Regions from separate parts of the Rattus norvegicus genome. Here region 1 is linked to region 2. The links are chromatin contacts, called in public Hi-C maps. All regions are on one chromosome and are shown on one strand. The core of a region is the stretch at or near the end of the contact, and the rest is flanking DNA. Distances in the headings are between cores, read along the strand shown.

Region 1 (5,194 bases), core at 1,404-3,903, 110 kb after region 2:
CAATTGCTTTGTGAACTGCTTCCAACTTGGTGAGCCCAAAATTGGAGGCCTTCCTTGATCAAAACTGCCAAGAAAAAAACGAAAGCGAGACCAGCTGGCTGTGAGATTACCTGTAATCTCACCACTGGGGAAACAAAGGCAGAGACTCTGTTGGGAGTTTGAGGCCAGCCTTAACTATGTATCCAGTATGAGACCCTGTATGGAGATAGATAGATGATAGATAGATAGATAGATAGATAGATAGATAGATAGATAGATAGATAGACAGACAAATAGATGATAGATAGATAGATAGACAGACAGACAAATAGATGATAGATAGATAGATAGACAGACAGACAGACAGACAAATAGATGATTGATAGATAGATAGATAGATAGATAGATAGATAGATAGATAGATAGATAGACAGACAGACAAATAGATGATAGATAGATAGATAGATAGGCAGGCAGGCAGACAGACAGGTGATAGATAGATAGATAGATAGATAGATAGATAGATAGATAGATAGATAGATAGATCCATATTCTACAAGGCAAAAGCAGGTATGGCTTTCTTTAACCAAACTTATTTGAGGAAGGCCTACATTTTCCTAAAATGAAAAAAATTCTGACTCTATACTTAAGCAGCAAAATTTAAAATAGTATCCCTTTGACTGGGGTTTTTTTTGTTTTTTTTTTTTTTTGTCTTATTTACTGAATTTTTTTTTGAGAGAGAGAGAGAGAATATATCTATGTATTCCAAATTTTGGGTTCACCAAATTAACAGTTCACAAAGCAATATCAAATTTGTAATTCTTCTACCTCAGCCTCCAAAGTGTTAAGGATTACAGGCATGTACCCCCACCATGCCCAGCTAATATCACCCCTTTGGTTGGCAGCTTTTAGTGCTTCTTCGGGGTAACTTGTTCCATGAAGCTGTCAGCACCCCTAGGTTTTCAGGGATAGACTTATGGACTGAAGGCAGCAAGTGACTGTCTGAGTTAATGTTCACTTTTGCAAGCTTGGAAACCAGTGAGCTGAAAAATGGCCAGCGTTCCGATGATAAATGGAGATTTGATGACACAAGGAAAAGTGACAAAAAGATTAAGGTAGCTGTGATCACGGAGTCTTCTGGGCTACACTTTTGTGTGTTGGTCAAATATGAGTGATGAGAACCTCGGGCATAGATTGGGAGGGAGGAGAGAGATGACAGGGAGTGTGTTTGTTATGTGTATGAGCAATGTTACAGCCCAAAAAAAGCACAGAGCAAAAAAAGATGGAGGGTTTTCAAACACATGATAAATATATAACCAACTTTCGGAGCCCAGATCAATAAAAAACAAACCCGAAATGGGCAGAAGGGAAGAAGAGGAGGAAGGAATGTGGAGGCCCCATAAAATCCTCACAATGTGTTTGAAGGGGGACCGTGACATGAATAGAAAATGGGAAGGAGAAAAGAAGACTGGCTTCTTTAGAAATCTGTACGACTGTCCCTTTCTTGCCCTTTACTTTTATCTACCTCAGCCGCTCCCGGTGCCCGTCTGACAGGGTTCACAAAATGCTTTCGGAGTCAGGAAGGTATTTGTAATGCTTCGTTTCCGTCTGGAGTTTCCCTGCAGCACGGTGCGTCTATAGACAATTGCTATGGCTCTAGGAAACCTGAAGGATAACAGAGCAGTCAGCCACAGATGCATCAGCCTTTCTCCCATTTCTATCCTTGCCTTAAAGCACAGGATTGCTGGGTCAGAAGCCAGCTTGACAGCCCAGTAGGGCTGTCAGGGACCTCTCCAGTAGGGCCAGTGAGATCTTGACATTTTAATGTTGCTGTTTCGAGGTTTTCATGGTGTTGTTTTAATAAAACAACAGGAGAACTTTAAAGCATACATTCTAAATATAGCCATGGTAAGTGACTAGTGTTTAAAGGAGAAAGTGAACTTGAAAACCCTTGAATGTGTTGTAGGGGGTGGGTGGGAGAGGGGGGGGAGAAGGCGATGGGAGGAGGAAGGGGGGAGGGAAGGGAACTGTAGTTTGTGTGAAGTGACACAGTTCCCATTTCTAAAATTGCCTTAGAGCCCACGATTGCCCATTCTGGGGTCAGTCAGTTTATTGCAGTCATTGCCTCTTTGACCAAGAAGTAATGGGCTTGAATTTCCATGGTCTGTGAGAATTGCTGCTGTCAATTTCTTAGCTGACAGCCTGCCACCCAGGAAGGTTCAGCAGGCCTAAGCTAGTTAGCAATTATCCTGACCTGGTGGGAGGAAGGCCCGTGATTTTGCTAGTACCAAAAGAGGCCCAGAAACCAAGTAGAGAGAGCACATAAGCCCTAGGAGCCATCAGACACACACTCTAATATCTTGCTTCCTTCTCCCATGTCTGCTCACTAACAACAGTAAGTGTTGAGCTGGGGGGGTGTAGCCCAGTGGTAGAGAGCCTGCCTAGCTCTAGTAGGTTTGATTCCCAGTTCTGCCCCTCCCCCAAAATTACAATCAGTGCCCACCAGTAAAATCCTTGGCACATCCTAGGCCACAGCACACACTGGCAGCTTGGTCTTAGCCAGCTCTTGTCTCTAGGCGTTGGTGAAACTTGGGTGGTGTGTTCCCTCCCCGGCTGTCCTGGGCTTCCTGTTCTAAGCCAGCCACACCACGCTCTCACTCTGGGTGTTTGGGCCGAGTGTAGAAGCCAAATCAGTTTCCTCCTTTCCCCTTGGCTAGTCAACCTTCTCCTCCTACCTAGTGAGTGGTCTCCATCCCACGCCACGGCTGTATCTTTGGCTAACACCACAGCCGGGGCTCGTGGCCAGGAGAAAGAAGTTAGCACCTGCCCAGGGGAAGTGAGGGGAAATGGAGGCTTCAAACGAGAAAAAAGGAGCATATGTTTGGTGGATTTACACTTTTAAAAGCAGTTTTGACATTTGTTTTTCTCTACAAAAAATGTTGGTGGAATACTCTGATGCCAAAATGCTTTGGGGAAAAGACACTATTCAGGCAAATGCCAGGGCTGAGCAGAGGTTGCTGCACTCACTTTCCCTGAAAGGTGGTGGAGCAAGGATGCCCTCTAAATCCTCAGAGGGGAAACTGAGGCACAGAGAGCTAAACTTCCTCGGCCACCAAGTAAGCAAACAGGGGTTAAGGCAGGTTTGTCTGACCCATCTCCAACGCCCCACCACCACCACCCTCTGTGAGCCTCCCTTCTTCTGAGGCAGCCTCGCCTGACAGTTTGACAGGTTAAAAAAAAAATGGGGTGGGAGTTGTCTGAGTTTAATAGAACATGTGTGTTAGAGTTAAGGAAAAAAAGAAAAGGGTATTTTTCTTCGATAAAGTCTGGAGGTGAACAAGATAGTATGTGATAAGCATTTTTTTTTAAGTTGATTATATAAGCCAGGCAGAGGGGATTACAGAGAGGGCGTAAGATAGTGATGAAACGGGTTTAGGCAGAAGGGGAGGGGACCTGCCTGGGGACAGCATCCTCACATCTCTCTTCCTTTCCACTTCCTCTCTTCCCACTCCTTCCTCCAAAACCAAAAAAAAAAAAAAAAAACTTGCGAAGGAAAAAAAGGGAGCTAATTAAGAAAGAGAAATCCAGGTTCCCAGAGAGGAACACAGTCGCCATAATCACAGCGGCAGGACCTGCAGAGCAGTGGTTCAATTAAATAAGGATATTGGGGATTTCGGGGGCTCTCCCCGTGTGTACGCTTGTCTCCACGTGTGGAAATCATCCTGCTTTTATATGCACCCCACAACCTGAACACCAAGTGCCTCCGAACCCACAGAAAAGCTTCCCATTTGGAAATTAGAAAACTATGAGAGAGCCAACAGATCCTGGGTTGGCCAAGGTCTCCAGGTGGGGCCTGGTGATAGGGAATAGTGAAATGTAAGGTAAGGCCTGGAATGGCCTGCTCCCCCCAACCCCCACAGTGTCAGGGCAATGATGGACAGAGCCCCAGGCTTCTCCAGATGAGAAGGGAAAAGTATCATCTTCACTGCCTGCCCACTCAGCACCTTGCTGCCAGGCCAGCTGCCCCTTTGTCGCCTGTCATTAGAGACAGCTCTGTTGGTGGCTTCCTGCAGGAGAGAAGCAGCAAGAAGATGAACTGTTATTCGGGGAACACACCTGCGCACAAGACAGAAATGGATGGGAGTTGGGGGTGGGGCCGAGAGGCTTCTATTCATAAGCCACTTCCTCTGGGTCTCCAAGACTGGCACCAGCAGCTCCGGGCTGATGAATTATTGTTCTCAGACAAGCTCCAGAGGGCCCCCCTTGAGTTCCATGTGTTCACCCCTGCCAGTCATGATAGAGGGGTTTGCGCTTTCCTGGGGCATAGGAGTGAGAAAATAATGAGGGCAGGAGAAAAATAAGAATCACCCTGTTTGCACAGAGCCACTTTAGAGGGGACGGAAATCTCAGCGTCCCGGACAAAAGTGGTTTTGGTGGCATGTGCTTTGCTAGTCTTGCCTTCTTCGGAGGCAGCAAAATCAGAAATGTTCATCTACTTTTCTGGAGGGAGATCACTCCACTGAGAAGGCTGTTTAGTCCCCTAAAAAAAAAAACAAAAAACAAAAAAAAAACAAACAAACAACAACAAAAAGCCAAACCAAACCAAACAAACAAACAAAAAAACCTTAAACAAAAAAGAAATGGCGGAGTCTCTCACTTAAGTGGACCAATATCTAGAGGAATCATTGGCTACAAACCAATGAAGAGGGCCCTGAGGGCCACCCCTTAATGCAAGGCCACCTGCAGCCCTGATCTGGAGCAAGAGAAGAGTACCAGGAACTGTATCTGTCCCATTGTACTGCCCACTCCACTCTCTGGCCTTAGATTCAAATCTTTGAAGAAACAGAAGTGGATTCTTGGTAGAAAGGAATTCACAGGTCACTGTCGTAAAGGCTCAGAAGATGCATTAGAGACAATTCGAGAAGACACATTAGTAAGAAAACGTGTATGTCTTGTTAGACATTGGGCAAGGAGGCTAACATTTCCTTTATTTGAGAGCCCATAGTGTAGAGAAGCCAGGCCTCCTGCATCCCGCATGTTCTCCCGGGATAAATTGGCTTGTGCCTCTAGTCCAACAAAAGGTGACTGGGAGCTGAGGGATCATTGTCCCACCCAGTGATTACAGATTTCCAGGAGCCTGCTATCTATCTCTGCCTCTTTTTTCTCCCCTGCTAAGCTAAATGCCCACCAAGGCAGAAAGGTCCCAGACAAGGCT
Region 2 (5,067 bases), core at 1,139-3,638:
ATCCCCGCCTGCAGTCTTGAGGACAAATCATACTGTGAGAACTTGTTTCCCCTTGGGTCTCACAGCTCCTGACTTTGCCACACTGCACAACTCCATTCAGGAGATAAAAAGGAAAAGAACACCTCCAGCATCAAAACACAACAAAGAGAGTTTGAGAGAAGATAATCTTAACGCCACTCGAGACACACGTGCTTAGCTACTGAACAAAACACTGCTAAACCAAAGCCAGAAATAAGCAGAAAAGAGAATTTACCAGGCCAACTGAAGTTTTTCTCTGGAATTCAAGGTTAACACTTAGAAATCAATGATTTATAAAACTGATAGTTTAAAAGAGAGAAATCTGTAGTATGGAAATAGATGCTAAGTGGAGAGAATCTGAAATATAAGTCTTGAGAAAAACTGCCGATAAATTAACAGTAGGAATCTGCATGTGCAATGTGCAGTGTGCAGTGTGCAGTGTGCAGTGAATGTCTCCAATTAGTTGGGGTTGACACCAACCTCATATAGGTATGGACCAGGTTTCAGAAGCCCTGGCCATGCTGATACCCAGCAGTGTGTGAAGTGCATATGTGTGTATGTGTATGTGTATGTGTGTGGGGAGGGGAGAATGGGAGAGTCACATACAAGTTTGCCAGTGAAGAACTAAGTCTCCATTATTTACAGATGATATGGTTTCCAATATGAGATACTCAGAAGGATCTATACATAAATCAGGAAAATTCTAAGAATTTAGTTAAGGGTATAATTAATATACAAAAAATTAATCCCACTTATCTTCACCATCAACAAACAGAAATGAAATTTATCAAATGAAGCTTCTTAGGGGAGCCATAAAAACAGAGGTATGTCTCAAGACTTGGGGCAATCCTGATGAGGTAAGGCTGATCAAGCCATTGTCGACTGAAAATAGAGCCAACTGCCAGTGCAGTAACACGCCGAGCTTACCTGCCTCCTTAAACCCTGCTGAGCCCCAGGGAGAGCCCCATAAGATCACAGGGTTGACTGAGGACTCAGGCATTCAGCCTCTGGCCAGCACTACCACCAAAATATGTGGCAGATTGCTATCCCAGAAAAGACTGCAATTCCAAATTCAAAGTGAAGTTTTAGACCTTAAGTTGAAAAATCATAATTGTACCATCTTGTACTGAAAACACACGCATATTAAGCACACGGGACTAAATCTAGACAAAGCTACAAGACACCTGTATGTAAACAACTTAAATGCAGAAGGTTAAAATTAAGTGGGTGGGATACTTTGATGTTGTAAAGACTTCATTTCTCTAAATGGCTTTAAAGATTCAACTCTGTGCCAATCAAAACTCCAGTGGAATTTTTAGGGCATTTGACGAGCTTTCATGCAGGAGAGTAGAGGGGTGGCCAGTCACTGCTGCTGAAGGAGAGTCTGTCAGGAGTGGTTATAAACATAGCGTAATGAAAACTGTTTGCTATACAGGTGTCCTCACATACCTGATGGCTCTAACACGGCCTAGGAGCACATTTGTGTGCACGTGAACGGTGCTTTAGAATACCCATGGCCCTGCAGCTCACTGAGGGAAAGGACAGACGTTTCAATTAATGATTCCTGGGCAGCTTTTCTATGGAGAAAAACTGGATGCCTACTTCAATTACGTACCACCATCAACTGTGTACTAGTGTTTTGTTTGTGTAAAGTAAACTCTTTTTTAAAAGTTGGCCCATATAGCACTATGCTCCCAGGACGAGGAAGAAATGCCCCAAATTAGAGAAGACACAAAAACTCAGATCATAAAGAATAATGTTCTGCCTCATTAAAATTCCAAACTTCTGTTTTGCAAGGCTCCATCTGCAGTGTAAAAGCACGGTGAGCTGCAAAACCACGCATGATGGCGGGCTCAGCCTCCCACCCCGACACAGACTCCTACAGATCAACTAGGAAACACACAAACAACCAAGCAGACAAATGGCCAAAAGATACGTGCAGATGCTTCACACAGGGAAGCAGGGGTGAGTCAGTGTGTGGAAGGCTTCCACACTTTAAAACACACTCAACTTCATTCAAAAAAAAAAAAAAAACAGTTTAGAACAAACTCGAGACCATCTCACCCGCTACCTTGGAGGCTTTTCAAACATGACAAGATCAGGGGAACTTGTAGAAACTAGGTCTTTAGGAAACAACCTGGCATGATTAGGTGTTTTCAAGGAGCCGGTATCTAGCTTAAAAATAACTGGCTTGGAGAATTTCTTGTCCACAAGATCTAGGAGTCTTGGACGATTTATGTGAGATCATACAAGTCCTGCATGCAATTAAAACAAAACAGAAAGCAAACATGACACACGGTGCTGATGACAGTGGGTATCTACAGGGAAGGCTACACAGCAGTGAGGGGTGATAGCCACGTACCACATACGGAGATGAAGGCTAAGGGTCTAACCCCAGGTGATAGGGAAGAGATATAACCAGGACGAGAGGCAAGGAGCAGACCGGAAGGCCTCGTCAGAATAGCTTCCTTATTTTATTTTTGCCTGGGCTGAAGTTGCCAAAATCAGAACATGGAAATCAGAGCCATCTGTTGACAGGGTAAGTTAGAGAGCTGGACAGAAACGCAGAAGAATGTTTTGAAATCTGCATCAAATCACAGAGACAGAAATAAAAGCCTGTTTTAGTTTAGTGGGGAGGAATAGTGTCACTTGGCCATCATTTATGTAATAGTAAGAGTGCTGTCGTCACCCACAGGAACAGTATTAAGGTGCGTTAGTTTAGTCGTGGTCACTGCACAAAGTCAGGATGGGCAGGAAGAGCTGTTAAACTCACTGCCAGTACAGGTTCGAATCATTTCAAGATCCTTCGATCTTGATCAATCGCTGAGGAGCTGATGAGATGGTTCGGTGGGTAAATGCTTGGCATGTAAGCTTGAGGCCATGAGTTCAGATCCCACACCCACATGAGAGCCAGCTGTCACAACATATGTCTGTAAGCACAGCGCTGGAGGTAAGAGAGCTGTATTGAAGGGCTTGAGGCCAGCCAGACAAGCCAAAATGGCAAGTTCCAAGTCAAGTGAGAGAACTACCTCAAAAGACTAAGGTAGAAAAGTTAAAGGAATACGCCCAAGGTAGAACTCAGGAATCCTGGTGTCCATGCACAGGCAAGAACATCTGAGCATGCGAGTGTGCCCCACCTCTGCCACACCACACGGAGAATGAGTGAGGTGGACTAAGCTGTGAGAGAAGTGGCGGGCCAAGCTGCTCTCTACAACCTCTCACAGGTACTTGAAACCAAGATGGATGACGTAACTCAAGCCATGGAAATTATAACAGGGTGAAGATAGCCCATGAACTTCACCCAACAGTCTTACTGAGTGTGTATTTAGTGTTGTGTGTATGTGCAGTGGCCCATATTGGGCTCTTGACCTTCTGTGTAGAGGACTGGGGTTGATATCTAGTGTCTTTCCTCAATCTCTCACCACCCTTACTTTCATATTTTAATATGAATTTTAATACTTAGAACAACATATGGCGGTGCGCACCCTGGCATGTGTGTGGAGCTCAGAGGACAACTTGTGCAGGACCACTCGCCTCTTCCACCATGTGGATTCCAGGAGCACACCCCAGCTGGGCTGGACATTGGCTAGGCTGGCCAATGAGCTTGAAGGGTCTGCCTGTCTCTGCCTCCTTTCCCTAAAGCTATGATTATAAAAATACATGTGTTATACCATTTTTTCTGTTAAATAATATAATTTTGAGATTATAATATACTTACATTTCTCCCTTCCTTTTTCTCCCTCCAAATGTTGCCATGTAACACCTCCCCTCCCTTGTTTTCCTTCAAATTCATGGCCTCTTTTCCTTAATTGTTGATACACACACACACACACACACACACACACACACACACTTCTAAATATACACATACACCCTGATCGGTCTGTATGTTACTTGGATGCATGTTTTCAGGATGGCCACTTGGTGTTGAGTAAGTAATTAGGGCCTCATCCCTGAGGAAGACGACGTCTCCTGCTCTCAGCACTCTTTGCTTGCCTTTAGTTCTTTGTCTAGGTTGAGGCTTCACCAGCTTTCTCCGTTCCATATTAACACGCCTGTTGGTATTGTCCATGTTCAGGTCTTGTGTAGGCAGCCGTGTTGGAGAGACTTCATGGATGTAGGATATCTTCTGATATTTCTAGCAAACATCCTGCTTCTCTGGCCCGTACAGTCTTCCTGACCCTTCTTCTGTTATGACCCCTCCTCAGGTGCAGGAGTTGAGTTGCAGGTGTATGCGTAGGACTGGGCTTCACAACTCTGCATTTTGATTGGCTGTGGTTCTGCAATGGTTTCCTTCTGTGGCAAAGAGATGTTTCCTTGATGAAGTGTGAGAACTACACTAATCTGTAAATATGAAGATAAATATTTCTAATTTAGCTAGGGACTATGCTCTTTTATTAAAATGATGGTTGTAGGGTCTCCTCCAAGATTCGTGACTTCAGTGCCCTTGAGTAGTCGGCTAGGTTTCCAGAGCCAGGCACGACTTCCTTCTTGTTGAGCAGTCTTAAGCCCAATCAGAAAGCTGTTGGTTACTGCCCCAGTGTGCAGGTCACTACCTCACCCTTAGCACCATTGTGTCATGCTGGCTGTTGATGTGGTCGTTGGCATCACAGCTGGGTACACTGTTGGTTGTCACCCTCCTTGGGAAGCTGAACGTCACCTTCTGGCACCATGAAAACTAGTCCTGAAGGAGGAGGCTTTCAGGTCAGAGCCAGCTCAGGTGCTGGGGCCTGAGTGTCTGAAATGCATGGTGTCTTCAGGGACAGGGCCTACCTTCTACCTCCTGGGGGCAACCAAGGACAGCAGAGTAGCCTATAATGTTTGTGTTTTAGGTTCTCTTGGACAACCCTGGCTAACAACTCAAAAGAGGGCTTCTCATGCTTCCTTGGGGGGTTATGTTAGAGTCTATTTTGTGCTAGGCTTTTAATAGGCTCTGGGTATCTGAACCCAGGTCCTGATACTTGAATAGCCTGCACTCCACTGACTGAGCCACACCTATAATCTGACAGCACAGCGCTTTCACCCTGTGAAGCATACACTCACACGCTC

What was found. Hi-C and Micro-C count contacts between places; a contact is called where the count stands out from the background.
Region 1: a contact with region 2 is called in a Hi-C map of frontal cortex, with 2.3 times the contacts expected there. The contact joins two enhancer-like sites. A contact is called at or near these places in 2 of 12 Hi-C or Micro-C datasets (the A7r5 cell line and frontal cortex).

Annotation. Positions count from the first base shown.
Region 1 is chr7:114,036,193-114,041,386 of GRCr8, forward strand. All of the region lies in intron 1 of Grap2 (GRB2-related adaptor protein 2), which reads left to right. Among named protein-coding and RNA genes, the nearest start is that of Grap2, 41 kb to the left of the region's middle. Within about 2 kb of position 2,654, at least 11 of the 93 cell types and tissues checked have an H3K27ac peak or open chromatin away from gene starts, as enhancers often do.
Region 2 is chr7:113,923,678-113,928,744 of GRCr8, forward strand. The region is part of intron 5 of Enthd1 (ENTH domain containing 1); the gene reads right to left. Among named protein-coding and RNA genes, the nearest start is that of Enthd1, 63 kb to the right of the region's middle. Within about 2 kb of position 2,389, at least 6 of the 93 cell types and tissues checked have an H3K27ac peak or open chromatin away from gene starts, as enhancers often do.